2 separate regions of the Rattus norvegicus genome follow, and region 1 is linked to region 2. Evidence: chromatin contacts called from public Hi-C data. All regions are on one chromosome and are shown on one strand. The core of a region is the stretch at or near the end of the contact, and the rest is flanking DNA. Distances in the headings are between cores, read along the strand shown.

What was found. Hi-C and Micro-C count contacts between places; a contact is called where the count stands out from the background.
Region 1: a Hi-C map of hepatocytes shows a contact between it and region 2, with 2.5 times the contacts expected there. The contact joins two enhancer-like sites. A contact is called at or near these places in 6 of 12 Hi-C or Micro-C datasets (the Rat2 cell line, Schwann cells, frontal cortex and 3 more).

The regions. Positions count from the first base shown.
Region 1 is chr2:62,702,614-62,707,968 of GRCr8, reverse strand. No RefSeq gene overlaps it. Among named protein-coding and RNA genes, the nearest start is that of Sub1, 42 kb to the left of the region's middle. Within about 2 kb of position 1,933, at least 4 of the 93 cell types and tissues checked have an H3K27ac peak or open chromatin away from gene starts, as enhancers often do.
Region 2 is chr2:62,485,328-62,490,937 of GRCr8, reverse strand. No RefSeq gene overlaps it. Among named protein-coding and RNA genes, the nearest start is that of Npr3, 170 kb to the left of the region's middle. Within about 2 kb of position 2,822, at least 3 of the 93 cell types and tissues checked have an H3K27ac peak or open chromatin away from gene starts, as enhancers often do.

The DNA of each region.
Region 1 (5,355 bases), core at 684-3,183, 220 kb before region 2:
TTGTATCAGATGGATATCATTACAGGAAACCACAGTCAATCAAAATGCAGAACACAACTAACAAAACACTCCCACCTCCCAGCTCAGGGAACATTGCAGAAGAGGGGACAGAAAGATTGTAAGAGCTGAAAGATCAGGGAGTTTGCTGTGGGATTTTTATCTCCTAGTAATATCAAAAGCTTACACCAATAGAGACTCACCAACATGACTGTTCAAACGTGAGATGGACAAGGATGACAGCAATGAACATGGGAAACTGGAGGGAGAGGAACCCACGAGCCTCAACAGGGAACTATGCACAGTGGTGAAAGGCTGGGATAGGGGAAGATGGCCTTCCAGAGAAGAGCACACCAATTGGTTGTCCAGTGCCAAATAGTCAGCCCTGAAAACACACATACAGTAGCATAATACAGACCGAACAGGTTATATTTAGAAATACGTTTGTATATACATATATGCATGAAATAATTAGTAAAGAAAGGAGTGGGAAAGGGTGTATGGGAGGGTTTGGAGAGAGGAAAGAGAAGGGAGAAATGTAAGTATGTTACAATATCATAAATTTAAAAAAGGGAATAGAACTCAAAAATGTTTTATTTTTATGATTTCAATTTGGAGTAATTAGTCATGATGACAGTTATGAAAAAATTTCTTCAACCCAATGATGTCTTGAGCTCCTCCGTCCATTCAGTCTACCATAAGTTCATCAAGGGTCACATGTGTGCACAGGAGGGTACCACACAGGTCCGGAAGGGTAGAGAAGAGGCAAGTGATGACCTTGCCTCCTCCTACCTTCTGGAGGTTTCCAGTCATGGCCTTCAGTGGGTTGAGGCATTCTCTGAGGGACCATTGTAAGGTGGTTTAGCTTAGTGCATTACGGGAGAAGGATGGCTGTGTGACGTAGACAATTCGAGCTGGCCTCGGTTGTGTGTGTTTTAGAATATGAGTTACTGGGCTAGTCACAGGCTCTTGAGGTAGGGTGTGAATAGGAAGAATATGGCTGTACAAGTCTCCACGTTCAGTGAGAAGAGCTGGAAGGAGAATATTGAGTTCAATGATTCAGTAAAGATGAGAAACAAATCCACACTTTCTGGTTAAACATGACCTACTTACAGGGAGAGCCAGAAGTCTCTCAGTCTCTCTCTCTCTCTCTCTCTCTCTCTCTCTCTCTCTCTCTCTCTCTCTCTCTCCCTCTCTCTCTCTCCTTCTCTCTCTCTCTCCCTCTCCCTCTCTCTGTAGCTTGCTTGTGCATAGCAGTACAAATGCAGGGGAATCTTAAAAGCAAATAGAATTGACTGGAAGAGGGAAAGCTGAATGTGTTGGGGAACTTAAAATATATGAAGCCTCAACTATGGTGCTAGATCTCTTGAAGGATCATGAAGGATTTAATTGTGTTAGGAAATTGATGTCCACTCTCTCTCGCACTCTACAGACTTTCTTTTTTTTCTTTTTCTTTTTTTTAAATAAGCAAAGGCGAGGTTTATTACGGAGATCTATTACGGAGATCTCTGGGCTGACACACATATCCTGCGCAGGAGACAGAGGTCTCTACAGACTTTCTAATTCCTGCCATTTATTTCCCTTTGCTATTAATTTGTTTCATCTTTTAGACCACCCGGGGGAACCGCCCTCTCTCATCTAACATTCCCTTGAGTTCTGTGTCATCTCTTCGGTGACAGTGTCTACCGTAGTCAGTAGATGTCAGTAAGAGTCAAGTGACCCTCTGGGGAAGGAGCTTCATGTTCCCTTTCGTGGATTAACTCCCTTCTGGTTGGCTTTATAAGGTTTAAAGCCTGCGCATAGTATGTCCTTAAGACGGTCTTACAGCCTTCTCGCCATTTCAGGTGTGACGTCATTGCCCGGGTCTGTGAGGACCGGCTCTCAGTGGCCTCTCGCTACAGCACATTGCCTCACACTCTAAGAAGGCCCAGTTGCCCTTCAAGCCTGATTCAATGGCGTATAATGGTATCTACCCCTGGCCTGTTGCCCTCTGGACTCAGAAACTAAGTTGTAGCCAAAAATCTTAGCTCCAAAGATGGAGACAGGATCAGGTACCACATGGTCCCGAGTGCAGGAGCCAGTCTGAATGTGTCCTGTCACTTGATAGCAGACAGACACTCCTCAGGAGCTACTCAGGACTCCCGGCGCCAGGAAGTAAGTTGAGGTCAGGGAGTTTGTTTTATCTACTGATTTGGAAAAATATTTAACCTCCCTGGAGCAGGGATGTACATTCCGTGAGCCTGAAGCCATGAAGTTTGGCAAGTCCCATATCAGATGCCTGATACTGTTATACAACACAGTCTAATTTAGGTTGTAAGGCTGCCAGAGGGACCTAAGTCTCCCCCAAGGACCAAAAGTCCCCTCTGACAGTTCTTTGGGCCCAACAATCAATTACAATTATTAGTAACCATAAGAGTGATATCCACTGCCCAGATTTGACCTAAAGGTCAATACAAACAGCTTTGCATAATTATACATTAGGATTTAGAGGGACATGGGGGTGACTTATACAATGTTTCGACTGTTCTACAAATAAAAGCAAAGGGATCTGGCACCATGAGTGAGTTGAAATCCTCTTGAACTGTATGCTCTCTCTCTATTGACCCTGCCTCTTGGAAAATAAAAGCGAGCCTTCTTGTTATCTTTTATCTAAGAGGCCATTACATGTCTCACATAATTTTTTCCAAACTGTTACAAAAAAAATTCATTTTAATTCTGCCACTTAAATTTCCAAGGTATATGTTGATCTTCAAGGATCTTGAAGCTATGATGATAACACAGTTTGGGAACAGCATAAAATGGAAAGCAGTGTGTTCAGCACGCACTCTTCGAATGCTCAATGACAACTGTGCATATTTGCACGGGATCAGAGGGACTGAAAGAGGATAGCTTGCCTCAGTGTCGAACAGAGCTGGACTCAGCCTGAGGCTCTGCAGACTCTTCAGTTGTCTCATCTGGACGGCCTATCCATTTGGCAAAGCCTGTTTTCTGAAAAGCTCCTTGTGAAGACTATGGAGAGGTCTTAAGAAGAATGACAACTGCAGTTAAATATGTTTGGAGAGGGTCTGTGGAATAAAATCCTGTGACTTCTGAATTGCAGGCTTCTCAGAGCCTTTGAGCATTAATGTGACTCTCAAAGAGGGAGAAATGTATAAATTAAAATGCAGTAAATAGCTAAATGTTGCCAAAACTTGCCCAACTATGAAAACTTTTTTTCATTAAAGTATTTCATGGGGTTTGGGAATTCAGGAAAACAACTGTGTCTCTCAGGATTCTTCAGGTCATAAGTGATAGAGGCCAACTACTGACAGGGCAAAACGTGGAAGCTATTTGCTCTGGGAACTGAATCAAAATCAGGACAAGGGTAGGGCTAGTCTTGTGGGCAACTAGAAGAGTTTATATTTATAAAATACTTTTACTTATTCCATTTATTTAAAGTGTATTGAGGGGCTGCATGTTATGGCCTCCTTATAGAGGTCAGAGGACAATTGGAGGAGTCAATTCTCACCTTCTACCAAGTGGAGGTCTAGGGTTTGAACTCAGGTCTTCAGGTTTTGTGGCAAGCTCCTTCCCTTGCTGGGGCATTTTGTCTGTCCTATTTTTTGTTATTTACTGTGAGATGACCATGTGCCAGGCCTTGTTCAAGATGCTTGATATGGATGGATTCCTTTATTCTAATATCTCCATGAGCTAAATACCAAATGTAACCTTCTCTTTACATGCAGGAAACTTGACTCCAGAGAAGACAAGTTGCCCATAGTCACCCGAGCATTCAGATGTTAGCCTACACTTGCAAGCAGTGTGCTTCTCATGGGACTGAAATGCTGCTAAAGCTCACGTACTTGCTATGACTCTCTGGTCTTTGGCCTACTTTATTCTCGTCATCAGGTTTTCCCTCATGAGATCAGAGACCTGGCTGTCTTCATCTTGCTCCCTCACCTCCTTCAGGAAAGGGCACCTCTTTCAATTGCTATGGAAACATTTTGGCAAGGGGCTATTCTATGACTGGCTGATGACTTGGGTCATTTGTCCAGTCTTGGGCTAATTGCCAGGTTGGTGTTGAGGCCAACACACCAATCAGCTCAACTCACTGTGACTGGAACACAGTGGCCCTGTGATTAGCCACATTCACTACATCAACATGGTCATGGTCTATGGAGAACAGTCACTTAAGAAGGTTGGTATATGCTCAGGATAGGAGGTCTAGGGCCTTGATATTCTGACTTCTAACCTTGCTTGGTATCTGTTGGTTGGTTTTGCCTTTTGAGACAGGGTCTTGACTGGTCCTGAAGTCCCGACTCTCTTGCTTTTTGCCTCCGGAGTATGTTGTGATTATAATCCATAGTATCTGGCTGTTTCTTGTGGGGTCTTCTATAATCAAATCATACATACATACATACTACACACATACGTATACACATACATACATACGCACATACATACATTCACACACATATACATATACACATATACACATAGACATACATCATGTATGTTTGTAGTGGAACTAACATGCACAGTAATAGGCAGGTAATTCGTTGTGTCTACTGTTTTGTTCAGGTTGCAGAAGATAAAGACCTTCCTTTTGATGTGTGGATGCCAACTCTACCAGGTATAAGAACTAGCAATGAATGTTACTTTTATGCAGGTCTGAGAGGTAAAAGGAGACCTTGAAGGCTTAATCAAAGCCTAGATCTGAGAAGTCCGAATAAGCTTGAAGACACAAAAAGCAAGGTCACAGAAAGTGGTCGCCAGATCCACACTGGTCCTAAAACAGAGACACGTTCATAGAGCAGGCCTGAGGCCAGTATTCAAAGGCCCAGTCTAAACAAGAGGGTACTGAGACACACAGGCAAAGGTCTAATTTAGATCAAGGTCTGGAGTGAAGATTTCCATGTGTCTGGAAGTCAGGGGCAGCTCTTAGGTGTAGAACAGGGTGACAGGTAACGCCACAGATGTGAAATGGGGCTGTGTGTGTGTGTGTGTGTGCCAAATTGAGTTGATGGGGAGTTAACACCATTTGCTAAACAGGGAAGGTATTTGCCCCAACACACATTAATTTACTTCCACCAGCTGCACCTGTGTCGCAAGGTTACTGTTCACTGTCCACAGAAGCAAACTCAAATCATATAATAGGGACACGAAGTATGCATTACAAGAGCTCCTCTGGGTGTTTTCCACAGCTTGTTCCTCGCCCCAGCACCTTTATGAGCCACCCCTGTTCCTCCTCTGTGAGGAAGTGAGCCTTTTCTTCTGTGATTGTCTCTGAGATGAGTCCTCACCTTGATTAACTCTAGCAGATCCCAGCAAACCTAGTGGCTTCCACATTGTGAATTTATTATCTCATGGGCAGATGCT
Region 2 (5,610 bases), core at 1,573-4,072:
AAAGGAGTTCTCTGGTGAAATTTTTGGGGTCACTTGTTTGAATCTGTTTTGTGATTCATAGTTCAAGCAGAAAACATTGTGGTTCTGTGGACACAGAATCCTTTTGTTTGACACAGAATCTTTTAAAGTCCTACAAGCTCTGGAGACTGGAAAAGACTCCATGATGACCAAAACTTGAGTCGACTTTCACTGTTCATCTGCACAATTTGATTGTTTTTCTCTGTTCAAATTTTTTTTTTACACTCCAGATTTTATCCCCCTTCTGGTCCACCTTCTGACTATGTCCCTTCCCATTCCTCATCCCCACCCCACCAGACCTCCCTACTCCCTGGGGCCACCAGTCTCTTGAGGGTTAGGTTCATCTTCTCTGACTGAGTCCAGACTCTTGCAGTCCTCTCTGTATAAGTGTTGGGGGCCTCATCTCAGTTGGTGTATGCTGCCTGGTTGGTAGTGCAGAGTCTGAGCAATCTCCAGGGTCCAGGTTAGTTGAGACTGCTGGTCCTCCTACAGGGTCGTCCTCCTCAGCTTCTTCCAGATTTTCCCTAATTCAACCATTGGGGTCAGCAGCTTCTGTTGATTGATTGGGAGCACAAATCTGCATTTGAGTCTTTCAGCTGCTTATTGGGTCTTTGGGAGGGCAGTCATGATAGACCCCTTTTTGTGGGCACACCATAGCCTCAGTAATAGTGTCAGGCCTTGGGGTCTCCCCTTGAGCTGGATCCCAATTTGGGCCTGTTGCTGGACCTCCTTTTCCTCAGGTTCTTCTCCATTTTTGTTCCTGCAGTTCTTTCAGACAGGAACAAAACTATGGGTCAGAGTTTTTGACTGTGGGATGGCAACCCCATCCCTCACTTCATGCCCTGTCTTTCTGTTGGAGGGAGCTCTGCAGGTTCCCTCTCCCCACTGTAGGGCATTTCATCCAAGGTTGCTCCCTTGGGAGGGATATAGTCATCTTAGTGCTGCAACAGCAGGAAGAAGGATGCAGTCACTGAGGGAAAGCTCTGGAAGATAGAATGTTTCAAGCTATAGAGAACATGATTATGAAGGACAAATACACACTGAAGGTGGAAGGTGGAAGGCATGTATAGTCCCAGCTGATGCAGGAGGATTGTGACAGGGCAGCCTGGGCTGTGTAGTTAGACCTATCTCAGAAAATTTCATGCTGAAATGAAGAAAGGTAAAGAGATATGACACATGCAAGTTACTTTCAAATTGTTAAAGATAATCAGATAGTTATGTACAAATAGAGCACAGTTATAGAGAAGGAGAAAGGGAAGAGAGGGAGGAAGAAAATGAAAAATAGACATGCAAAGTAAGTGATGGTGGCAATGTAAGTATGTTATAATAAGTATATGTTAACAAGAGATGACATCATCTTTCAGCTTTTCTCAATTTAAAATTTGAAATTTAAAGTTGACAGAGGCACGTACACATACAGACATGGATGAATACACACACACACACACACAGAGAGAGAGAGAGAGAGAGAGAGAGAGAGAGAGAGAGAGAGAGAGAGAGAGAGAGAACAATTCATCCTGAGCATTGCTGCCTCAGCCACATTACATCTCCCAGCCACCCCTTAGCCCCATATCTAACTACTAAAGAAAGTCCTTGATGTTTAAACCCTTGCACTTCCTCTAAGACATGGGTTTTCAATATGTGGGTCACAACTTCTTTGGGGTGAGAATGACCCTCTCACAAGGGTTGCCTAAGACCACCAAAAAACACAGACATTTACATCACAATTCATAGTAGAAAAATTACAGTCACAATGTAGCAACAAAAATAACTTTATGACTTGAGGTAAGCATGAAATGAGGAATCGTATTACAGGATCGCAGCATTAGGAAGGTGGAGAAACACTGCTCGGTGACATTAAGGAACCTGAGTCTTCACTGTTGCTTCCTGTTTCTTCCTCTAGAGATCATGACTCTCATGGTGTCAGAGAACATGGATCTGGAGGGCAGAGGCTGTCTCTTTGAGGTTCAGGATGTTGCTAGTGAATGCATTACCTGTTAAGGGTATGCTGGGGCTGGGTCCCTAGGTTCTGACACCCCCTCCCCCAACACACTTTTCTATCACTGGTCCTTGCTTATCACAGATGTTTCTTCTGGTAGTTCAGATGGTGGAGAGTCCTCTGCTTTCTCTCTGAATGTCACAGGGTTGCACCCTTTTGAATCTTTTCCCGCATGTGAAAAAATTCTGACTTTAAGTTCTTAAGTGCAGATGTCCTAGTTGGATTTCTTAACTGACTCATACATTTGCTCTCAAAGAGGCGAAGGAGCTGTGAACACATCAATGTGAAAGGCAATGTTGCATTAGGAAAAAGTAAAACAATTCCAGGCCATAAAGCAAGAGAAGCTATAAGGCAGTGTAGAAAGCATACAGGCTTATATCATAATAATGGGGCTTTTCAAATATTAACATATATACAGTTCTCCCGGGGGCTTGTTAGAATGTAGCTTGCAACTGGCAGTCTGAAGTAGAGCTCAAACATTCTACTCTTGTGTGTGTATATGTGTACATGTGTATATGTGTGTACATGTGTATATGTGTGTATACCCACAAATGCACATATGTGTGTATACATGTGAATGCATGTACCCACCAGTGCATGTGTGTGTGTGTACATATGTATATTTGTGTATAACCACAAGCACACATGTGGGTGTACACATGTGCATGTATGTACCCACAAGAGCCTGTGTGTGTGTGTATGTGTGTATTTGTGTGTGAAAGCCAGAGGTTCACTCTCTACTTTCTATATTTAGACAGGTGCTCTCTCACTTGAGCCCATATCTGGCTGGCTCCCTGATCTGGCTTGCCAGTTTCCTTTGGGGATCCTTCATCTCTGCTTCTCGAGTGCTGGCACTAGGGTAGGGTGCAGGGCTGCCTAGCACTTACATGAATGTTGGAGATCTGAACTGTAGCCGTCACATATGCATGGCAAGCACCTTACCCACTGAATTCTTTCCTCGGCCCAGAGATTCCACACTTCTCACTAGCTGCCAGTGACACCATGGTTTGTGGTGGCGTGAAAGGCAACTGCTTTGGTCCTCCAGAGGGAGAAGGCCTTACTGTTGCCTAAAACGCCTCATGGGAAAAGAGCCTGGTTGAACTATGAAATGCTAGTAAGGAGATTACAAGAGAGCCATGAAGAGAGCATTTCGTGTTGGGGGATGTGCCAATCAAATCATCACTGAGGGGATGAAGTTAGCTTGCAGGAGACTTCATGAAAGCCTTTGCATTGTGGAGGCTGGGAGGTGTGCTTAGAGCTGACCTTTTGAATATTTGGCTGAAGAGCATGAACTAGACAGCAGAGATACGGAAAGTGTGAGGTAAGATGGTATGACAAAGTTTGCTAAGACAAGGTTATCTTAGATGTTCACACCATTATTATAACAGCTTTTTCTGGGAGTGGAATATTTGGATAAATCCTCAAAAATACAGAGGAGATTTATTCAAAGAGATTTATCTCCCAAGTATTTTCTGCTTTTAAATTCTTCCTCTCAGCTCCTGCCAACTAGCTCAACTGGAGAGGTAGGGGGAGGGCAGGCATATTTCCTGTGCTCAAGGTAAATTAGACAAGTGATCAACATTTAGTTATGTACAACTGAACTTAAATCAGTGAAAGATTAGCTATCTAAAGACAAGGGAATAGCAGGATCTGGAATCTTTCCTACCTAAGGATGAGTTATGTGGATGTAAGGTTATTAATTCAAAAGCAATAAATTCATAGAACCTATTGGAGAACCTACTGTTGTCCTCTACAGATTTAACTGCGAACTATATGCTCATCCTTACTCCCACAGACAAGGGCTGCTCTCACCCCTCATCAAAGAAACCACAACTGGACATGGAGTGACATATTGAGATCAACTGGCTCTGGGATACCTATCCCCCATAGAGACAGCTACAACCCAGTCCCCTACCCCTAAGGCTCAGAAGAGGAGCACAATTTCTTCAAGATAGTGTCTTCTTTAAAACAAAATCATAAATTGGAGGGAGGTAGGGAAGAGGACATGGGTCTGGGAGGAGTTGGGAGTGAATATAATCAGAATATGTTTTATGGAAATCTCAAGGGATTAATAAGATGTGATATTAAAAATAGGCAAAAAAACTACCCAAAGACTATACATGGACTGACCCTGGGCTCCAACCTCATAGGTAGCAATGAATAGCCTAGTAAGAGCACCAGTGGAAGGGGAAGCCCTTGGTCCTGCCAAGACTGAACCCCCAGTGAATGTGATTGTAGGGGGGAGGACGGAAATGGGGGGAGGGTGGGGAGGGGAACACTCATATAGAAGGGGAAGGGGAGGGGTTAGGGGGATGTTGGCCCGGAAACCGGGAAAGGGAATAACATTCGAAATGTAAATAAGAAATACTCAAGTTAATAAAAAAATAGGCAAAAAATATATAGTCTGCCACTCTAGTGTGATGCTTACATAGCCCTTTCATGGCTGTTTCTTCTTCAAGTAAGTGAACACAGGCACACAACAACTACTAAGTCCCTTTGAACAAAGTGATATGGAGATTGTGCTTAGTAATATTCTATTTCTAACTTTCCCCAATTCTCTCCTGTCCCTTCACAGGTCACAAAGTCCCCTTTGTGTATCTCTGAGTGCAGACAGCACTTACTGTATGTTCTACTCTGTCCTCGAACAGCTCATATCTTAGCTTTATATATTTAGAGATAGGGTCTATCTTCCTCCCCCTTCCTCCCCAGCATTCCCCTTCCCTGGGGCATCAAGCCTCTGTAGGATTAGGTGCATCCTCTTTCACTGAGGCCAGACAAGGCAGTCCTCTGCTATATATGTGCCAGGGGCCACAGACCAGCCCATGTATGCTCTTTGGTTGGTGGTTTAGTCTTTGGGAGGGGGGACTGGGAAGGGTGGCAACATTTGGAATGTAAATAATGAAATAATAAAAATGTAAACTGTGAAAAGAGAAAAGGTGATTATATTACAATAAGCTCAGTACGGGGAGGTTTCTCAAGGGAGAGCCAGTGTTGTAGTTTTATCAAGTTCATTTTGGATGCACCAAGGGAGGAACTTAAGCTTCATCTCCACAGGCAAGAGCACACAGGCTCGTGCTTGCTCTCGTCTCCCTTCTTCCAGTCTTACCTGGTTCAGGACCTGCTGCTTTGGAAACAATGCCAACCGCAGTGAGCAAAGTCTCCCTATACTGATACAACTGATGGATAAGATCAACCTACGGCCTCACTCCAGATATGAGCACAGCCCAACCCAATCCGCACAGTCCCTCATTGAAACTCTCTTTCTAAGTGATTCTAGGTTGTGTCAAGTTGACAGGTAAAGCTTAGCAGCATAATCACCATGACTATCTTAAAACAATTAAAAAGCAGGAAAAAAAGCCCTCAAAAACCAACCACCCAAAAGACCAAAATCAACCAACCAAAAAAATCCCCAACCAAACAACAACAAAAAAGCAAACTGCTAATAGTGCATGGCCACAGTTACTCCATTTATGGATACATCGATCAAACAGCCACTTAATGAAGATCAACTTATGTGCCTGTCAGTTCTAGGTGCTAGGACATGCTCCTGTCTGTGGAATGAGCCTATATGCTAGAGGAGATGTACGTTTAAC